Linked DNA regions of Mus musculus: all the other regions are linked to region 1. The links are chromatin contacts, called in public HiChIP or PLAC-seq maps. All regions are on one chromosome and are shown on one strand. Each heading gives the region's core, a stretch centred on a gene start, on an enhancer-like site or on the middle of the called end of the contact. The rest is flanking DNA. Distances are from core to core; before and after follow the strand shown. Region 1 holds the start of Atxn2 (ataxin 2). Region 2 overlaps Cux2 (cut-like homeobox 2). Region 3 overlaps Aldh2 (aldehyde dehydrogenase 2, mitochondrial).

What was found. HiChIP or PLAC-seq counts read pairs in DNA pulled down with a chosen protein or histone mark.
Region 2: a contact with region 1 is called in an H3K4me3 HiChIP or PLAC-seq map of bone marrow-derived macrophages, with 2.3 times the contacts expected there. The contact joins the enhancer-like site here to the promoter of Atxn2 in region 1. A contact is called at or near these places in 2 of 39 promoter capture datasets (pre-B cells and stem cell-derived epiblast-like cells), 1 of 15 datasets of contacts at CTCF or cohesin (pro-B cells), 1 of 484 Hi-C or Micro-C datasets (B cells), 7 of 115 datasets of contacts at active chromatin or transcription factors (the 230-238 cell line, the HPC-7 cell line, the SCID.adh cell line and 2 more) and 3 of 9 other capture datasets (adipose tissue, liver and pancreatic islet).
Region 3: an H3K4me3 HiChIP or PLAC-seq map of bone marrow-derived macrophages shows a contact between it and region 1, with 2.5 times the contacts expected there. The contact joins the enhancer-like site here to the promoter of Atxn2 in region 1. A contact is called at or near these places in 3 of 39 promoter capture datasets (the HPC-7 cell line, cranial neural crest and embryonic stem cells), 4 of 115 datasets of contacts at active chromatin or transcription factors (the SCID.adh cell line, bone marrow-derived macrophages and embryonic stem cells) and 3 of 9 other capture datasets (adipose tissue, liver and pancreatic islet).

Annotation. Positions count from the first base shown.
Region 1 is chr5:121,708,799-121,713,470 of GRCm38.p6, reverse strand. It overlaps Atxn2 (ataxin 2), which reads right to left and starts at 1,862. Exons shown (of 25, transcript NM_009125.2): 1 at 1,195-1,862. The coding sequence starts at 1,835.
Region 2 is chr5:121,868,787-121,873,458 of GRCm38.p6, reverse strand. It overlaps Cux2 (cut-like homeobox 2), which reads left to right. Exons shown (of 23, transcript NM_001312908.1): 17 at 308-409; 18 at 3,679-4,451. The region is part of intron 1 of Gm52785 (a long non-coding RNA gene); the gene reads right to left. Among named protein-coding and RNA genes, the nearest start is that of Gm52785, 3.8 kb to the right of the region's middle. Within about 2 kb of position 2,113, at least 24 of the 459 cell types and tissues checked have an H3K27ac peak or open chromatin away from gene starts, as enhancers often do. A contact at or near this core is called in the 230-238 cell line, the HPC-7 cell line, bone marrow-derived macrophages and 1 more, where this site is marked.
Region 3 is chr5:121,562,747-121,567,418 of GRCm38.p6, reverse strand. Aldh2 (aldehyde dehydrogenase 2, mitochondrial) reads left to right here. Exons shown (of 13, transcript NM_009656.4): 13 at 1-1,392. Among named protein-coding and RNA genes, the nearest start is that of Mapkapk5, 19 kb to the right of the region's middle. Within about 2 kb of position 2,803, at least 99 of the 459 cell types and tissues checked have an H3K27ac peak or open chromatin away from gene starts, as enhancers often do. A contact at or near this core is called in the HPC-7 cell line, the SCID.adh cell line, adipose tissue and 2 more, where this site is marked.

The DNA.
Region 1 (4,672 bases), core at 613-3,112:
CAGTAGTGCCTGTAACACAGGGGCACAGGGGAAAAGGACTTGCATGCCCTTGGTAAGCTCTGGCGGCGGCGTTTCCCAAGTTAAGGACACCGGCCACAATGGAATGGAGTCTATTGGCATCTGCCTCTCCGTTTTAACACTAAGCATTTTCTTAGTTCGTGAAATACGAACTGACAAGCACCCCCACCACTCCCCACCCCCGCACGCACACACCCTCCAGAGTCCAGTCACACAGGACAGCACCCCAGCCTACCAACGAGATCGGGCCCAGGGAAGGGGAGAGGGGGACCAGGGCGCAAGCCAACACTCGGGAGTTGTTGCCTTCGGACCCGCACCAACTCCTCTGTTGCGGCGCCTCACCCCTAAAAATTGCAGGAACTGGGCCGGGGGGGGGGGGGGTTGGGAGGGAAAATGCGGTGCGTGTCCAGAGCCCGCGGCCAACCCACCTCAAGAGTCCGGCCCTCGCCCACCTCTATTCAAAGGCGCCTTCTGCTCCGCGGACGAGGAACAGCAATGCGGATCGGCCACCACCCGCGCGCAGGGGACCTTGCGGGGAAGGAGGGAGGCGGGCCTGGAGGGAGCCGGGCACTCCCACCCCTTCCCCAGTTGGGGGGGGGGAGGGGAAGAACGGCCCGCTGCGGGAACCCCGCCGCCCCAGATCTAAAGGGGGATGGGTGCGTTAGGCCGCTGGCACCCACCTCGCCTCCGTCGCCCACCTTCCCAGGGTCTGCGGGGCGGGGGATAGATATGCAGGACACCCGGCTTGACCCTACCTGGGGCGGCTGGGCCTCAATCTCCCCTCCTCCCTCCCGACTCCCCACCCGGCAAAGAGGCTCATTTCAGGAGAGGATCCCCCCACCCCCTGCGACCCGCACCCAGGCTCAGCCGCCCTTCTATCGGGGGGGGGGGCGCAGCAAGGGGGTGGGGCGGGATACCAATCGCCCCTGGCACACCCGGGAGGGGCAGGGGGCCGCCAGGGCCGTCCATCTTGGCCGTCTGGGGGGAGGGGACGCGATGGTGCGGGAGGCTGGACACGGCCCGAGAAGCCCGAAGGAATCTGCCGGCGCCTCCCGCCCCTCCGCGGGCCCCCCGGCACATCGCGAAGCCGGCCGGTCACGGGGCGCGAGGCGGGGGAGGGGACGAGCGGCGCGGGATCGGCCCGGCGCGGAGGGGGCTGGGGGAGCTGACACCCACCTGCCCAGGCCGGGACGCCCGCCGCCCGCGGCCGCCGAGGAAGACGCCACCGGCGCGGCCGGGGCCGGCACCACGGAAGCCGAGGTCACCGCGGCCGAGGCCGGCGCGGCGCCGGGCGACGAGAGCAGGCCGCCGCCGGGCTTGCGGCCAGTGGCGGGCGCGGGCGGCTGCGGCTGCGGCTTCAGCGACATGGTGAGCGGCCCATACACCGGCTCGCACGCCGGGCGGGGACAGCCGGGTGCCGGGCGCGCCGAGGAGGAGACGCCGGAGCGCGGCGGGGACGCGCGGACGCCGGGCGGGCAGGCGCGGGCCGGCGTGGCCGCGGGGGCCAGAGGCAGCAGGACAACGACGAAGGGGCGGGGAGGCCCGCAGACACCGAGCAGCCGCCGGGAGCCGGGCCGGGACGCGCCGTGGCCGTTGCTACCAAAACAGTCTGAGGCGCAGGGTGGCGAGCGCGGCCCGCGGGGAGGGGCGCCGGGGCCGCGCGGGGGAGGGCCGGCGGAGGGATACGCCACCGCGCCGCCCCGCCCGCCGCGCCGCGCCGTCCGCGGGAGCGAGCGCCGCGCGGCCCAGCCCGCCGGGCGGCGCGGCTCGGGGTCCCCCGCCGCGGGCCGCTGAGCGGCGGCGGTGGACGAACGCATGGGACCCGGGCTGGCGGACGCGGACGGGGTTGACGCGGGCCTGGAGGGCGCGGAGATGCGAAACAGACCCGGGGCGGGGGAGGTGTCGGGGGTGGGGGGGGGGACTCTTTACCGGAAGTCGGAAGGGTCAGGCGGAAGTCGAACGTGAGACGGCCCGGGGGGCCGATCAGGGACACGTGAGGAGCGGGGCGCAGCGCTGGGCCGCGTTCGCTCTCCCCGGGGTCGAACTAGGGCCGTGGAGGGGGCCAGGAGGGATCCGCCCTCGCCAAGGCGGGTCTGAACTTCGGGATCTGCTTCGGGGACGGGCGCCGTGAGCTGCTCGGGTGTCCTCGACCCCCTTGGAGGACCTTGATTTCACCCCACCCCCACCCCACCAAATCACAACTTAGAGGATGGCCTGCGGGCACCTTCGGGGCGGGGACCTGCAATCGGGGCCTGGCACACAGTAGGCCCCCAGGTGCCACTGCGTGCCGACTTGCCCTGCCAGCGTGGGGAAGCTTGCCGCCTCAGAAGCCACCGCCAGCTGCTTCACTTTGCCCCACTTTATTCACCCCGGCGAACTGTTGGGTCTCTGACCTTCATTTGAACCCTCTTTTTTTTTTTCCCCCTAGCTCGCTCGGACTTCTTAGTTCCTCCTTCAGGGGACCCGAAGGGAAATGGACCTGATTGGTAGTAGAACTGGGTGATGGGGTCTCCCTCGGTGAAGACTAAACAGACTTTCCCAAGAATGTCAACTTTAGACCTTGACCCCTTTTAAAAACTTTTACTTTAACTCGGGAAGGCCACCAAACACTGGTCCGTTTTTTTTTTTAAGGTGTTGTAATTAAATTGGAAACAAATGGTTAACTTTTTTCAAATGAGTTTAAATTGGTTTTTTTTTTTTTCTTTCTTTTCTAAGTGAAATTGCTTAAGAAGGTGATGGGCCGAGGGAAAAAAAAAAACCCTCAACCTATTAAAGTCATTCCAGTGAATTAAAGGCAGGCATGGTGTTCTTGCCTGTAGTACGAGCACTTGGGAAATGGAAGGAGGATTAGACAGTCAAGGTCATCTTCACCTTCATGAGGGAATTCTAGGCCAGGCTAAGCTACAAGAGACCCAGTCTCAAGAAGGGGCAATTCAATGAAGAGTTACCCCTGGTTATGGCACATGCCTTTAATCCCAGCTCTGGACAGGCAACTGGATCTCTTGAGTTCCAGACTTGTTGGTCTACATGGATTTTTTTTTTTTTAAGTAGCTAGCAGATAGCTCAGAAGGTAAAGGCCCAGGCTGCCTAAGCTCACCACCTAACTCTCAACCCTGGAGCTGGCATGTGGAAGAAGAAAACTTAAATGCTTGGAATTGTCCCCAGCCCTCCACCCTTGGATTGTGCCACACATATATAAGCAATATAAGTATGACCTTGTCGGTGGTGGTTTTTGTTCTTGTTTGGTTTTTTCCGAGACAGGGTTTCTCTGTGTAACAGCCCTGGCTGTTCTGGAACTCACATAGATCCACCTGCCTGCTGAGATCAAAGACCTGCTTCACCATGACTGGCCATAAATATGACTTTAAAAAAAAAAGAGAGAAAAATGGATCTGGGGTGTCAGTTTTAGATAGGGAGTATAGCATTGCCTCTCCAGCTCCACACCCCTGGTCCACCTGTGAATAATTAAAAAGAAAAACTTAGAACGTATATAAGAGTTACTAGTAGTCCAGTTGAAATTCAATTAACCTACATAGCCCAAATAAAAATTGTCATATTTGGTGAACACTTTCTAAAAGGTCATTGTTATTTCCCAAGAACATGGAGAGAGGGAAAGTTAGCCTTCCTAGATGTGGTGGTCCTTGAAAAAGTGACCCTGAAGAAGCCTGACATGAAAGCAAAGCCTTGAATCCCAGCATTCGGGAGATAGAGGTCACAGGGAAAAGAGTTCAAGGCCAACCTTGGCTACTACTACATAGTACATTTTTACCAGCTCTGTGAAACACTGTTTCCAAAAGAAGCCAAAATAAGTAACAAATCTAGGGTTTAAAACATTACTTGAGCCCGGCAGTGGTGGCGCAGGCCTTTAATCCCAGCACTTGGGAGGCAGAGGCAGGTGAATTTCTAAATTCTAGGCCAACCTAGTCTACAGAGTGAGTTCCAAGACAGCCATGGCTAGACAGACAAACCCTGTCTCCAACCACCAACCCCCCCCCCAAAAAAAAAAACAGTACCTGATTCCTAAATTGAAAATGAATTCGTAAAATATATACTAATACCGGTAAGTTCATGTTAAAGGTTTTTTTTTTTTTTAATTTTATGTGCATTGGTGTTTGGCCTGCACATAGGTCTGTGTGAGGGAGTCAGATCCACTGGAAATTTGAGTTATAGACAGATGTGAGTTGCCATGTCGGTGGTAGGAATTGAACCCTGTCTTCTAGAAGAGCAGACAATGAAATTAACCACTGAGCCATCTCTCTAGCCCCTTTAAAGTTGTTTTGTTTTTAACAAGTCAGTTTAACTCTTATGTGTATGGATTTTGGTGTTAACATGTGTGTGCCTGGTGTCTGCAAAGACCAGGAGAGGGCATTGAATCCCTGGAACTGGAGTTGGTGGTTGTGAGCCACCATATGGATGCTTGGAATTGAACCTGGGTCCTCTAGAAGAGCAAGTAGTACACTAACCATTGAGTGTTGAGGGATCTCTCCAACACCAAGATAAGCTTTTAAATAACCGAAAGGAAAACAGGGGAGAAAAAGACTAAGAAAAGACTTACACCAACCGAACAGCTAAGGCCAAGTGCCAAGCACATTGGGAAGGGAAGAGAATTTGAACAAGACTTCCTGACACTGATAGCTACGTATAATAAGAAATG
Region 2 (4,672 bases), core at 864-3,363, 160 kb before region 1:
TCCACCTCCCACCCCATTCTCGACATTGGCCCGTGGGGGAGGGGCTAAAAGGACCCAGAGCTCCGAACTGCTTAAGAAGTGTCCGCTGTTGCCATAATCATCCTGGCCCATTAACCAGCCCTAACCACTGACCTAGCACGCACAGGGTCCTAGTTCCAGCCCCAAAGCCGGAGTCACTACACCACCTACCATTTGTCACCCTCCCCACCCACCCCAGGACAATCTGGTCCATACCCTCCTGCCCACCTCCAGGGCCTGACCCCGCCCCCTGCAGGCCCCACAGCCGCCACCTTCGTGCCCCTCCCAGGCAGCATCACCCCGAGAATCCGCACACCTGAGACAGGCTCGGACGACGCCATCAAGAGCATCCTGGAGCAGGCCAAGAAGGAGATAGAGTCTCAGAAGGGGGGTAAGTGTGGCCTCTGCCCATGACCTCTGATCCTTGCCTGCATCTCCTCTATCATCCCAGGGTGTTCCCAGGTCAGTTGTAACCTCCAGGGCCCCAGAAGGGCCTTCCTGGAACACACGCAGGTATGCCACAGCTCAGGTCTCTCCCGTGTCTCACTACCTGCCCCATAACAAAATCTCAGCTGTTCAGCAAGACATCCGGACCCTGAGACTATCCCCTTTCCCAGGACATCTAGCCAAGCGCCACTCTCTTAAGTGTCACCTCCTCCAGGAAGCCCCCCCCCCCTATCCTGGTATGCTTCCCACTGTGGCCTACAGTACCAAATACAAGATAGCAGGACTGGCCATAAATCCTGGTTCAGCTGTTGATTAGCTGTGTGGCCTTGTATTGATGACTTGACCTCTCTGTGCTTCCCTCCTCTCATCTTTAAGACGGGAATGATATTAGCTCTCCTTTCTGAAGGCTAAGGGGATCACCAGCCAGGGGCAGGTACACAGAAGACTGTAGGCAGAGTCTTAGAGTCAAAACCACCTTCTTTGTTGTGATCCTGCCTGCCATCAATGGCTCTGGCCTTGTCCCTGCCAATGGCTTGGGGGCTTCTATGGCTAGGCCAAGTTATACACTTAACACCCTGCAGTGTTGGTTGCCTGGGATCCTGGGATGCTGGGCTCAGTTCTCCCACCCCACTGTGCGGTGTCTGCTGCCCCCTGCTGGTGGATCCGTGCATGTATTCCAGTTGCAAAGTCCTATGAGGAAAATCTATCCGTGACTGTGGCCTTCAGTGGAGACCCGCCTCTGTCCCTAGGAGAGGCCACAGGAGAGGGAGTTTACCCTGCCCTACCAGCTAATCCTCTGAGCCATTCATGATTTTTTTTTTTAAATACAGGGTTTCTGTGTGTAGCTTTGGCTGTCCTGGAACTTTTTCTGGAGACCAGACAGGCCTTGAACTCAAAAGAGTTCTTACTTACTCTTACTGGGACACCTTAGCCTCCCAATTGCTGGGATTAAAGGTGTGCCCCACCACCACCACCATCATCACCACCAGGCTCCCACTGAATGCTAGTCCGGAGCTGCAGATGTGAAGCGTGAGCTGCAGATGTGGCTGAGGCGTAGCAGCACAGCCTTGAGTTCAGTTACACAGACCCTGGGTGTCTGACGTTCTCAGTGCTTCCCCCAGGGTCAGAAACAGACTCGGAAGCATTAAAGTCAGCAGCGGGGCTGAAGGGAGTGTTCACACTCAGTACTAAGCTATAAGGGTGGCCACTCCCACTTCTACCTCCTACCCCAATATGTTCCAAACAGCTGGGAAGGCCCAGCCCAGGGCACCAGGCATGGCCGAATGCCAGCTCCAGGCGTGTTCTTGACAAAACCAAAGGAAGTGTCCAGGGTGGAGGTGGGTGGGCAGGCATTTATACAAGCTGCTCATAACAATGACAGGCTAGTCAGTGCTGGTGGTGGTGGTGGTGGTGGTGGTGGTGGCGGCGGCGGAGGCGGTGCACGCCTTTAATCCCAGCACTCAGGAGACAGAGGCAGGCGGATCTCTGAGTTCGAGGCCTACACTCTGGTCTACAGAGTGAGTTCCAGGACAGCCAGAGCTACACAGAGAAACCCTGTCTCGAAAAGAGAGAGACAGAGACAAAGACAAGCCGCTTCCCACTTCAGCCTCCCCAGCCTGTTGCTGGACTTTGAAGTCATGTGACTGGCACTTCCTGGGTTGTCATCCCTTCCTGTTTTAAATGTTTTTCTAGGTTCCTACTTGGATCCACGCTGGGTTACTTTCCGAGACTCAATGCTGGTCTATTGCTTTTAGTTTGAAAAACAAAATGTCATTCTAATGGCTGTGTCGTGGGCCCAAGGGTGGAGGCTACCCAGGGACACAGGATCATGGAGGAAGGCCATGGTGACCTGTCTGGCTCAGTAGTCAGAGAACACTGTCTAGAAGGGAGAGAGAGGCAGCCCCTAGTCACACCCGGCTCCATTGCTGTCCTGAGACACGGCCTGGGTCTGTGACATCCTCTCTGCTTACTCCTTGTGTGGACTTCCTGTTTGTCTTCCTTTGCTTATTCATAGAACCAACTGAGCCCCTGGGACTTATGACTCCGACCCAAGACTCTGTGTGCGTCTGACCTGACACTCCCCCTCCCCTCCCCCCCTCCCCGCTCCTCCCCTTCTCTTCCCTCTCAGATAGCTGTCAGCCTGGTTTTTTCCTATCAGTCCATTGATGAGACTTTCCCCTGCACCTTGTGGTTTAATTAGCTTGCTTGGTAGCTTGTGGAGACTTAGACTTTGAATCACCTTCCCTTCCCCCACCCCAACCCTGAGACAAGCTTTCTCTGTGTAGCCCTGGCTGTCCTAGACTCACTCTGTAGACCAGGCTGGCCTCTAACAAACTCCCAGAGACCCGCCTGCCTCTGCCTCCTGATTGCTGGGATTAAAGGTATGCCCGACCTCATTAACCACTGGTTTTTCTTTTTCTTTTTTTTTTTTTTTTTTTTTTTTTTGGTTTTTCGAGACAGGGTTTCTCTGTATAGCCCTGGCTGTCCTGAAGCTCACTTTGTAGACCAGGCTGGCCTGGAACTCAGAAATCTGCCTGCCTCTGCCTCCCGAGTGCTGGGATTAAAGGCATGCGCCACCACGCCCGGCTGTTTTTTCTTTGGATGGTTGGGTTTCCACCACGGGCTTTTGCTATAGAATTCATGAGCGCATCTTTGAGTTACTGCCTCTTTCTTGACCTTCTTAGGCTTTCACGAGGTTGGTTTGTATAAATGTATAACAGCGTGTATAAAAGGCGTGCTTTTTGTGGGTTTTGGCTTTGTTTTTTTTGTTTGTTTGTTTTGGGTTTTTTTTTTCAATATTTATTTAATGTAAGTACACTGTAGCTGTCTTCAGACACACCAAAAGAGAACATCAGATTTCATTACAGATGGTTGTGAGCCACCATGTGGTTGCTGGGATTTGAACTCAGGACCTTTGGAAGAGTAGGTGCTTTTAACCTCTGAGCCATCTCACCAGCCCCTTGGCTTTGTTTTAACACTGCCTCCTCTCCTTGTTCACTTTCTCCACATATACTAAGATCTTACTATTGGCCTGATTTTTTTTTTAATGCCTGCCTAATATTGCACCAGACAGTCAGACAAGACCCACCATGACTTACTTAACCAGTCTTCCCATTGTAGAACACCGAGGTTGCCCCCATGTTTAGATGGTATAAACACAGATGCCACATACAACTATGTCACGATGATGGGCCCCTGTCCACCCCATCACAGGTGAGTCCAAGAACTCCCCAGCCTCCGTGAGCATCCCCAACGGCACAGCCTCCTCCAGCACCTCGGAAGATGCCATCAAGAACATTCTGGAACAAGCCCGCCGAGAAATGCAAGCCCAGCAGCAGGCCCTGCTGGAGATGGAGTCGGGTCCCAGGGGCCGCTCAGTGCCTCCCTCTCCTCCGGAGCGGCCCTCGCCAGCCACTGCGAGCCAGAATGGGGCCCTGACCTGCGTGAAGCAGGAAGATGGCGGTGGTGGCAGCGGCAGCAGCAGCACTGTGCAGGCGCCGCTTGCTGTCTTGTCCCCCGCTGCATTTGTGCAGCGGATCATCCGCAAGGTGAAGTCGGAGATCGGCGATGCCGGCTACTTTGACCACCACTGGGCATCAGACCGTGGTTTGCTCAGCCGTCCCTATGCCTCCGTGTCGCCCTCCCTCTCCTCCTCCTCCAGCTACTCCGGACAGCCCAATGGGCGAGCCTGGCCTCGTGGGGACGAGGCAACCATCGCCCCTGAGGACGAAGCAGCTATGGGCGAGGACGAGGCCCCCAGGGTGGGAGAGCTCAAGGCCGAGGCCGGAGCCCCGGAGGTGGGCGGCGGGCGACTGCCCTACTATCCAGCATACGTGCCCCGCACACTCAAACCCACTGTGCCGCCCCTGACACCCGAGCAGTATGAACTGTACATGTACCGGGAGGTAGACACGCTGGAGTTGACACGCCAGGTCAAGGAGAAGCTAGCCAAGAACGGCATCTGCCAGCGCATCTTTGGGGAGAAGGTGTGGACCCGGGGGAGGAGGGGGGACCCAGGAGCAAGGCCCACTGAGACCTTAGCCCTAAGACCTATAGACTGGAGGGTGACCCAGGTAGGAAGCCATTCTTCTGGGTGTCTCTCCTGCGTCTAGCCATCCCTGGACACTGAACCAGTTAACAGCCAGTCCCCTGCCCTTTACAGCCCTTTAGCTCCCATGGTCCAGCCCCTGAAGGGTAAAGATTCAGC
Region 3 (4,672 bases), core at 1,554-4,053, 150 kb after region 1:
GCTGACGAGGAGGGATGTAAGCTAAAGGGAGGGGAGTCACTATTCTTGGCTGCAGCTACATTTTGGAATTTCACACTGGCCTATCTCACAGGCCAGAGGAGGTAGTGACACCCGTTTGATCCTTTCCAAGGGTGAGCCAGGTTAGGTTTCAACCAAGGGACCTCACGGCTCGGCATCAGTTGCATGCTGCTAACTAACCTGGAGTCGATTCAGCCAAAAGACAGTTTCCAGAAGTGGCTCTGTTCTCCCAATCTGTTCTGCGGCCTCTTTGAGGCACAGAGCAGAGCAGAGCCATGTCATGTGCACAGTGCAAGGTCTGCCTCTCGAACTACCAGAACCAAGAGAGATTGGAGGTATTAGTGACAGTGGCCTGATGGAGGTGGCAGGTGATGGCCCGTGAAGGTAGATTTTCAGGGAATAAGAGAATGTGGCAGTGACTGGCAGCTGCAATGCAGACTCTGGTTCAGGCTATGGTCACTGCAGATGCCTGGATGTGTGACAGATGTGATGACATTGCTGAAAGACAGAGGGACCCACTCCCAGTGGAAGGCCAAGAGAGCTCTTGAGCAGGGCTCCAGTTACGTGAGCTTTCTCCCTCTTGTACCAGAAGGTTCCATTCCTAGAGGTTTTAGCTACCTGTGACCTCTGCCCTGTGTATAAATGGGGTTACTGTGACTATCCCAACCCTGCCCTGTCCTAAAGTACCTTCAAGGGCCACCTTGTGCCCAACCTGTAGATTATTCCCTATACAGAAATGCTCATGATGTTTGGCATAAAAAAAAAATTAAGCCAGCAATTAGCAATAGTCATTGTGAGAAGTTACACAACTCTTGGTGCCGCTACGCTTGTGTTTTGGGGTGTTGAGTTAGCTCTGCATGGGTGCTGCAATACTCAATCCTGGAAGCCCAGGAGCCAAGATGGTTGCTCGTAGCTGATAGGTGGGCAAATATGCCACGTGGGTACAACGGCTGCAGGCATGATGCTCACATCGGGCACAGGGCCGCACCGATGCATGCAGCCTGGACCAGTGTGTGCTTATTTTCAGAATTTCCGTTTATACTCTTATGCTATGCATGACGATTAGCTGCCTGGTACCTGCCCTGAGCAGGGATAAGCAGGTCAAGTCCAAGGTCCACAGGAGCTGGGAAGCTTAGGGGCGAAGGTCACAGATCTTACTCACCTAGTGAGTGAACAAGGCGTGGAGAGCAAGCTGCCATCACAGGCACAAGAAACGGACGGTGAGCTTAGCTTTAGAACTAGCCAGTCAGAGGCAGAGCTGAGGGTAGAAGGCTGATGAAGCCCTGAAGTTGTCCTTCGACCTCCATATACACATCCCTGTATGTGCATGCGCACTCAATGAAATAAATAAGTAAATACAATTTTTAAAGATCATATGCCTGGCGTGGTGCCTCACACCTTTACCCCAGTACCTGGAGGCAGAGGCACTTGGATCTCTTGAGTTGAAGGCCGGTCTGTTGTACAGATTGAGTTCTGGGACAGCCAGGGCTACACCGAGAAACCCTGTCTGGAAAAAACAAAAATTAAATTTGGGTGGTTGCCTGTAATGACACACCCTGTAATCCCAAGATTTAGAAGACGATTTAGAGAAGGCAGGAGGATTACCAAGAGTTTGAGGCCAGCTTGGACTTAAAAAATCCTGTCTCAATAAAAAAAGGGAAGGGGGTGGTGTCAGGCCACCAGGTAGCTTGGCGACCACAGTGACCACCGTAAGCAGTAAGCAGTGACGTGAGCACTTGAAACCTGCAGGAGTGGGCCCTACCTTCGTCATAGTGTGCAAAGTTTACCATGGAGACGCCAATCCAAGCACCACGCTGCACATACTGACTGCATGACATTTGGCAAGTGTGTCATGGAATTGCTGCAGGAGGATTACTGTAGTCTCAAGAAACCAAATCCCTCTCAGGTGACAAGAGGAAGGGGAGGAGTGGGGGGAGTGAGGGGTCTGCGGTGAGAGTCCTGGAGGGCTGGGAACTGCTTCTTTTCACTTCCAAAGGGCTTCCTCATCTCTCAAGCTCCACCTCCGTCCAGCTTCATTGCCCATTCTGGCTTCTGATGAGTCTGGATCCTTAGAACTGCTGCCCAGCCAGCCTTCCTCCCCAAGGCCCTGCAAGGAGAATGCCTGTGGCCCTGGTGTCTGGTCCGGTTGATGTGGAATACCTCCATCAAGCTAGTGCTATAGAGATGGGATGAAGCTTAGATCCGAGTCGTACCATCTACCCCGTGACCAGGAGACGCATCCCCACTAGTGATAGATACCCAAAGAAGACTAGAATTTGCAACATGAGAAATTAGCACCAGCCCGATACACACGCATTCTCTTATAGTCAGTGAGGCAGAGAGCAGTAGGAAGAATGGGATGGGGTGGGGGTGTGTGTGTGTGTGTGTATGTGTGTGTGTGTGTGGTGGTAATTCTTGGCCCCGGGCGTGTGAATCCAACTCAGTGCGAGACAAGCAGTTAATCCGGAACTAAGGCAGGCAGGTGTGATGAGCAGCCTGAAGCACAGGCTTCCACACCCAAGACACGGTAATCCTTTCTCTGTGAAGGAACCCTCTGGGCCGGAAGCAGCTGTCTGGGAGTGAAAACAAGGTTCTCAGGTTCCGTGGAGGAGCCTGATCTCTCTGGGTACTTGGATATGGGCCGATCACAGGAGTATTGGGTGCAAAGCCGTTGTTTGTGGGTTTGGCCTTCTCTGATCCTCAGGAGGAAATGCCGGGGTCTTGAGCACAACAAAAAGGCACGTGGGTGCTGGAGCGGAGACCCAGATGTTAGCGCCTCCTGGTGGCCAATGGCCAAACCACAGCGATATCCTCTGAAGGGAATCAAGACTGCAAGATGGCTCAAAGGGAGGAACTGAAAACAGTTACTGCAAGATGGCTCTGCAGTAAAGGAAGCTTGCCACCAAACGGAACCACCTGAGTTTGATTCCTAGAACCCACGAGGTGGAAGGAATTGAGAACTGCAAGAAAACAGGGATCCCCAACAAAAACCTTCCCGTGGATCTTCACAGCAGCCGAAGGGAAAAGCTGAACCTCACTCAACATTTCATCTACCAACATCTGTATTGTGTGTTTGTTTGTTAGCTAGTTTGTTTTCTTTTTTCTTTTTTTTTTAGATATATTTATTTTTTAATTTTTATTTATTTTTTTGGTTTTTCGAGACAGGGTTTCTCTGTATAGCCCTGACTGTCCTGGAGCTCACTTTGTAGACCAGGCTGGCCTCGAAATCAGAAATCCGCCTGCCTCTGCCTCGAGAGTGCTGGGATTAAAGGTGAGTGCCACCACGCCCGGCTTATTTATTTTAAGATTTATTTATTTATTATATGTAAGTACACTGTAGCTGTCCTCAGACACTCCAGAAGAGGGAGTCAGATCTCGTTAGGGATGGTTGTGAGCCACCATGTGGTTGCTGGGATTTGAACTCTGGACCTTCGGAAGAGCAGTCGGGTGCTCTTACCCACTGAGCTATCTCACCAGCCCCCTAATTTGTTTTCTTAAAAGACCACAGTTCACATACCAGATTTGGGGAGTCCAATCAACAGGACAGGATACCTGTCAGTGTGGATATCTACACTGAAGACATCTGGGGGGGGGGGAGATTCTGATCCTGCTCCCCCCTTGCCTCCTCACAGCCTGCGGTGAATTTGAGAGGCCCACCTAGCCACCCCCACTTTGGAACTGTCTTCCCCACTGGCTCTTGGGGCTCTGCTCTGTTCTTCCCCTGGGCAGTGTGGATACTTGAGCTTGACCAGGCTGGATCCATACCATCGACATTGAACAGGGTGAAGCACAGGGTGTGCCCTGGAAGGGTAAGGTCTTGTAATAAATGACATAAGAGACTGCAGCTGTCACACAGATGAAGCAGGCATAGAAGAAAGCCACGGAAGAACAAGCTAGCAGTCTTTGGGGAACACACTGAACCCTACCTGTCTTAGGGTTTTACTGCTGTGAGCAGACACCATGACCAAGGCAACTCTTATTTTTTCTTTTTTAAAGATTTATTTATTATTATATGTAAGTACACTGTAGCTGTCTTCAGACACACCAGAAGAGGGAGTCAGATCTTGTTACGGATGGTTGTGAGCCACCATGTGGTTGCTGGGATTTGAACTCTGGACCTTCGGAAGAGCAGTCGGGTGCTCTTACCCACTGAGCCACCTCACCAGCCCTTTTTTTTTTTTTTTTTTGGTTTTTCAAGACAGGGTTTTTCTGTATAGCTCTGGCTGTCCTTTGTACACCAGGCTGGCCTCAAACTCAGAAATCTGCCTGCCTCTGCCTCCCCAGTACTGGGATTAAAGGCGTGAGCCACCACGCCTGGCCCAAGGCAACTCTTATAAGGACAACATTCAATTGGGGCTGGCTTACAGGTTCAGAGATTCAGTTCATTATCATCAAGGCAGGAACATGGCAGCATTCAGGCAGGCATGGTGCAAGAGGAGCTGAGAGTTCTACGTTTTCATCTGAAGGCTGCTAGTAGAATACTGGATTCCAGGCAGCTGGAATGAGGGTCTTAAAGCCCACACCCACAGTGACACACCTACTCCAATAGGGCCACACCTTCTAATAGTGCCACTCCCTGGGCCGAGCATATACAAATCATCACACTACCCAACTGTCCCTAGAACACCATCTCTCCCCCATCTCTCCCTTCCTC